2 separate regions of the Mus musculus genome follow, and region 2 is linked to region 1. A link is a contact called in public HiChIP or PLAC-seq data. All regions are on one chromosome and are shown on one strand. Each heading gives the region's core, a stretch centred on a gene start, on an enhancer-like site or on the middle of the called end of the contact. The rest is flanking DNA. Distances are from core to core; before and after follow the strand shown.

Region 1 (2,658 bases), core at 108-2,607:
CGAGACACTGATTACCTTGGGAAACCACATTATACAGGGGCCAGTGGAAGGCAGATGGGATTAATGCTTTAAGGGTGGCCTCTATCCTCCTGAAAGCGACTGCTGGTACTCAGGTGTCCTTACTGAGTTGGCCCCACACTAATTGCCTTACATGTGCAACTTTAAGCCCCACAAGGCCTAGTTTTTTCAGAAAAGTCAAAGGTAAAGGAGTAAAGAGACTTGCCCAAAGACACTGAACAGTGCAGGGCAGAGAAAGAATCAAACCATGCCTACTACCACCGATGCTTCGGTTTAACGCGGCGCGGTGAGCTCGGTGGGGGCGGGAATTGTAACTGAATCAGAGCCTTCGGCTGGGAGTGGCCAAACGGTTCATCCGTTTCCATCCGCACTTTACCAAACGGTACTAGAATCAGGCAAAGTTGTGGGGAAAGTAATCTCTGAACACACACGCGCGCGCGGACACACTCCCAACAGTAAAGGAAAAGAAAAGAAAAGAAAAGAAAAGAAAAGAAAAGAAAAGAAAAGAAAAGAAAAGAAAAGAAAAGAAAAGAAAAGAAAAGAAAAGAGAAAAGGAAGAGCCCTGAGAGGTCACTTACCAACTCCCCTGGCTTTCGGGGCTCCGGTAAACGGGACGCCCTCCCTCCCGGGTCCCTTTTCTGGACTCCCTGACCCGCAGGGTGCAGTTATGCCCCAAAGCAAGCTGCTGCCGGAGTTGGGGAAATCATCAAGGATGGTCCCCAGCCGTCCGCGGTCCACTGGCTCGGTCGTTGCCAGAGAAGGGGGCCTGGGAGCGAACGGCCTCGCCTGCCTTCGGCAGAGAGGAAGCCCTTCGACGCCTCGGCTCGAGCAGGAGGCGCGGGTCTGCCGGCCGAAAGAAGCCGCTCCGGAGTTTTGCCGCCGCCGCCGCCCCTCGAGCTACCTGGCCGCCCGGTGGCCGCGCCTGCGCCCCCGCCCCCTCCCCAGGAGGCCGCAGGGCTTCTGACTCCGGCGGAGGTGACGGGGCCGAGAGGGAAACCAGGCGGCGGGGGGAGGGGCGTCGCCTGCACCTGGCCCCTGTCCGCCGCCCAGGCCGGGGAAGGGCGGGCCTGGACCCCCGCCAGCCCCGAAGGAGCGGCGGGGGAGGGGAGCCTCCCGCCTCGCCCGGGGGAGGTCCGGGAAACCTCTCCCACCCCCGGAGCGGCGACGGCGGCGGCGGAGGCTACGGAGACGCGTGCGGGGGTCGGCCGGCTCGGCGCCCCCTTCCCGAGCCGCGCTGGGCCGGCTCCCCCGGCCGCTCGCGCTCTCCAGCTGCAGGAAATTCCAGAAGCTCTCCATCATCCCGGCGCAGCGCGCCGCCTGGGCTGCCAAGGCTCCCCGAAGGAGAGCCACATGCGGGCCGGCCGAGCGAGGGAGCGAGCGACCGCGCGGCCCGCCCTCGCCCCCACCCAGTCCCACTCGGCGAGGCAGCCACGTCGCCCGGCCCGCCGCTCCTTCCCGCGCCCCGGGGACGGCGGAATGCGTGGCAGCCCCGGCCGGGGGCTATTTTGAGCGGGAGGGGAGCGGCCCGGCCGCGCTGTTTTCGGCTTTTTCCTGGCCCCCGTCCCGCTAGCCGGGGCCCTCGGCTACCCGCGGAGGAGGGACACGTGGAAGGGGAGGGGAGGGCCGCTTCTATCCGGCTCGGGGCTGGGGAGGGCCCGGGAGACACCCGGCCCGACTCGCTTGCTCGGCCGGTCGAGCGGCAGAATTGCTAACACCGCCTGATTGCGGCTGGTGGCTGCGAGGCGCCCGCTACCTGCACGCCCCTCCTCCGGTGAGCGCCCGCGGCCCGGGCACTCCCTCCCCAGCGGCGGACTCAGGCCTCACTGGATAGCGCCGCCGAGCACCAGTGGCCAATCACCGGCCTCGATTTCCTTACCTGTAAGTTGGGATGAGCTACCCGGCTTTATTCGGAGAGTACCTTATTCACTTTGCCGTGCGCCTTTTCCTGAGCAAAACTTTTTTTTTTGAGGGGGGAGGGATATTTATTGAGAGGGATTTAAAAATCCCCCCTTTCAGAGTAAAAGTCCCTTACACCAAAACAGTGTATTTTCATACATTTACATCTAGCGCCTACTTCATATTAGTGGCCAACAACATGCACACTGGCTCTGCAGTATCAAAGAGCATTAACTCCATTAAGGTCCCAATAAAGATACAGTGTTTCTTGCCGGAGGAAACTGAGGTTCAGTAGTGACCTGCCAGAGGTTTGACAGCAGCACAGCCCAAAGTCAGACAAACTGGCTTCAGAATATTAATTACTGACACAAAGTAATTAAACCTTAAACAGAGGCGGAAACTAAAGCCCAATGTGTCAGAGTAGGTACCCAATAGAGGTCTCCCAACTCTTTAGTACCCCGCTGCAACAGTTGAGTCGGTTCAGCACCTGCTGTGGGACAGCTAGAGGGTCTAAAGATGGATACCATTTTGGATGTCCAAGAGCCCAAAGACTGCACTCTGCTTTCCAATGCTCGTCTCAGACTACTTGGCCCCTGAAGTTAACTTGTTTATCATATTCCGGACTCAACCCAGCCTCAGAGGTAAGGGGTACAAAAATGAGAGATGTGACACAGGGCGGGCGGGCGGGCGTGGGGGGGGGGCGCATCCTCACAGAGCCTGGAGATGCTTCCTGCTCCCTACACA
Region 2 (2,658 bases), core at 51-2,550, 260 kb before region 1:
GGTTCTGGAAAGGACTGGCAGGGGATGAGTCTGTGAGGTAGCCTGGGGCTTGCCTGGAAAGGGCTTGGAATGCAGAGGGTGGCATTTGGCCTTGATTCAGTGTGTGATGGGCAGCTACTGGAGAGCTTTGAGCGAGGACGTGCAGAGGGCTGTCTTTTCAGGGAGATTGATCTGGCAGTACATCTAGGATGGGTGAGCCCTGGGGCCAGCCTGCTCTTTTTTTTTCCCCATCCCCACATGCCTGCCAGTGACCCCTAGAATGTCACGTTCTGTCCCAGGCCAGCCTCCCCAGGGCTACCATCTGCTCCTGGAAACAGACCACCCTCTGGTTCCTGGCTGGTCTCTGGTCTGGCTCTTGCTAGGAGCTCAGAAAGGGGCACCTTGCAGGCAGTAACTGGGTTTCCAAACAGCGCCTGCTCCTTCGTCATAGGCACTCGTTCTGACGCAGAGCACACCATCAAAGCAGCTCTGCTTCCTGCCTGCCCCACATTGCTTAGCTGTCGGTTAGAGTCTTAAGTGGCTACTCCAAGGGCTGGGTGCTCCTCCTGACTGTATGGCGAGAGAGGTCAGGAGACACCTGTGACCTGTGCCCTTGGTGAAGGGACCCTTGGCATTAGTGAGTGCTGCTTGCTGTAAGCATAGTAGACCCACCCCAGCCCAGTAGGAAGCGGGGAGGTTCAATCCCCAGCATTGAAAATACAAACATTTACAGGTTTCTAAAGGGGAAAGTGACTCTCATTGCTGCTTGGCTGTACAGATGAGAAACCAAATTGGGTTTCTGGCAACAGGGAGGTGGGCCTGGAAAAGAGGGCGTCTCCCTCTACCCCTCCAACAGAAAGCCTACACTCCCCTTTATCCATACTTGTCCATTGGAGAAAAGAGTAGAGAGGATTTGGAGCTCCTGGTGTGCACAGCCCCCTCACCATCAGCTTCCAGAGAGCTGACTTTGCCAGACAGTCAGGCCCCATCCTCCAGCCCCAGGAGGTGGAGGCCACAGCTGCTGCAGATCAGTCAGCCAGGACAGAGGGGGGTCTGGCTGAGGGCATGCTGGTCAGACCCTGAGTCCCTGGCCTAACACTTCTGGCTTCTCCAGGCCACAGAACTGTCCTTGAGGGCCCCCTGCCTTGGACATAGCTTTGAAGACCAGCAGGGGGATTTGAGGAGGTGGATGAAGGAAAAGAGAAGGAGGGCTTGGGGAGTCTGCGGTGGGCAGGATGCCAGGCCTTCTGCTGCAGAGCTGCGGGTGCCTGAGGTGAACAGTGCACAGTTGCAGCCTACGCCCAGCAGAGGGCAGCCCGACACTGCTCTTTACTCGCCAAGCCTCAGGCTCCTGGCTTGAGCCTCAGCTTACTCCTGCTCCCAGGGAGGGAGCAGTGGGCTTCGCCAAGGCTTCATCTCCTTATCTCCTCACCCTGAGGGTTGTCAGAGATGGCCTAGAAGTAGCCACAGAAGATGGTGGGAACCTTGTATCTGCCACAGGGCCTCTCTCACCTCTAAGCTATGTTCCTGTACCTTCTCAGGGACGGGGACCACTATGATGCCCTCCGGGACTGCCTCAAGGCCATCTCCCTAAACCCTTGCCACCTGAAGGCACACTTCCGTCTGGCCCGGTGCCTCTTTGAACTGAAGTATGTGGCCGAGGCTCTGGAGTGCCTGGATGACTTCAAAGGGAAGTTCCCAGAGCAGGCCCACAGCAGTGCATGTGACGCATTAGGCCGGGACATCACAGCTGCCCTTTTCTCCAAAAGTGATGGTGGTGAGTGTGTGCCCAGGAGACGCAGCTGTCCGTTCCCTACCCAGAAAGGCCCTGGCGCTTTGATCTAGAAGCCCTGGTTTCAGATGCTGATTATGAAACTCCATGGACTTAAGACAGTCTGACCCCTGAAACTCACTTTTCATGGCTGAAGAAGGAGACGGTCAGCATCTCCCAGTGAAACTCTGTTGAAAGTTAATGTTAGCATTCAAGGCACCAGGTAGAGCCCAGTCAGGCTGTGTGAGCTCTAGCTGGGCCTTCCCACCTGTCCCCAGACGGGCCTTGGCAGAGCACACTGGGCAGAGGCAAGTGCTGTTTGTTGTCTTTGTCTCAGTCTGGCCATGGGCAGCAGGCATGGTGTCTAGGACAGTGCCTTAGTTCTCAGCTTAGCTCTACCAGGTCGAACTGTGTGGCCATGGATCCAGCACAGCCTCCAAACCGGTCTTGTCTGCAAAGGGCACACCAAGCCTTCCCAGTGCCTCTGTAGATTTGTAGGACGAGCTGGGTCATGGTGACCAACTATGAGAGTCTCCAACTATGAGAACTATGTGGGATAGATCTCACTGGAGGCAGATAACTAGCCACGGGATTCGCTCATTCCATGAGTAGTGTTCAGGCTGACGCCAGCGATGCAAATTCCTACGGACTTCTCTTAGTTCTTGGGAGTAAACCTGGGGGCAGATGGCCTGGCATTGCCTGGTCTGGGTTGGAAACTGTAGCACAGGGGTAGAGGAGACACTGAGGGGGGGGGAGGGAAGGGAAGCCTCCCACCTCCCTCACATCTCTCCTTCCTCACCTCTTTCTCATCTCTCCTTGCTTTCGGCCCCAGAGGAGAAGAAGGCAGCTGGTGGTGGTGGTGGTCCAGTTCGCCTTCGAAGCACAAGTCGCAAGGACTCCATCTCAGA

What was found. HiChIP or PLAC-seq counts read pairs in DNA pulled down with a chosen protein or histone mark.
Region 2: an H3K4me3 HiChIP or PLAC-seq map of forebrain shows a contact between it and region 1, with 4 times the contacts expected there. The contact joins two enhancer-like sites. A contact is called at or near these places in 1 of 15 datasets of contacts at CTCF or cohesin (large pre-B cells), 1 of 484 Hi-C or Micro-C datasets (bone marrow-derived macrophages), 19 of 115 datasets of contacts at active chromatin or transcription factors (the HPC-7 cell line, T-cell acute lymphoblastic leukemia, craniofacial prominence and 12 more) and 3 of 9 other capture datasets (adipose tissue, liver and pancreatic islet).

Annotation. Positions count from the first base shown.
Region 1 is chr4:133,037,725-133,040,382 of GRCm38.p6, reverse strand. All of the region lies in intron 2 of Ahdc1 (AT hook, DNA binding motif, containing 1), which reads right to left. Among named protein-coding and RNA genes, the nearest start is that of Ahdc1, 28 kb to the right of the region's middle. Within about 2 kb of position 1,357, at least 206 of the 459 cell types and tissues checked have an H3K27ac peak or open chromatin away from gene starts, as enhancers often do. A contact at or near this core is called in forebrain, where this site is marked.
Region 2 is chr4:133,296,518-133,299,175 of GRCm38.p6, reverse strand. Wdtc1 (WD and tetratricopeptide repeats 1) reads left to right here. Exons shown (of 16, transcript NM_199306.4): 13 at 1,521-1,756; 14 at 2,583-2,658. Among named protein-coding and RNA genes, the nearest start is that of Tmem222, 20 kb to the right of the region's middle. Within about 2 kb of position 1,300, at least 95 of the 459 cell types and tissues checked have an H3K27ac peak or open chromatin away from gene starts, as enhancers often do. A contact at or near this core is called in forebrain, where this site is marked.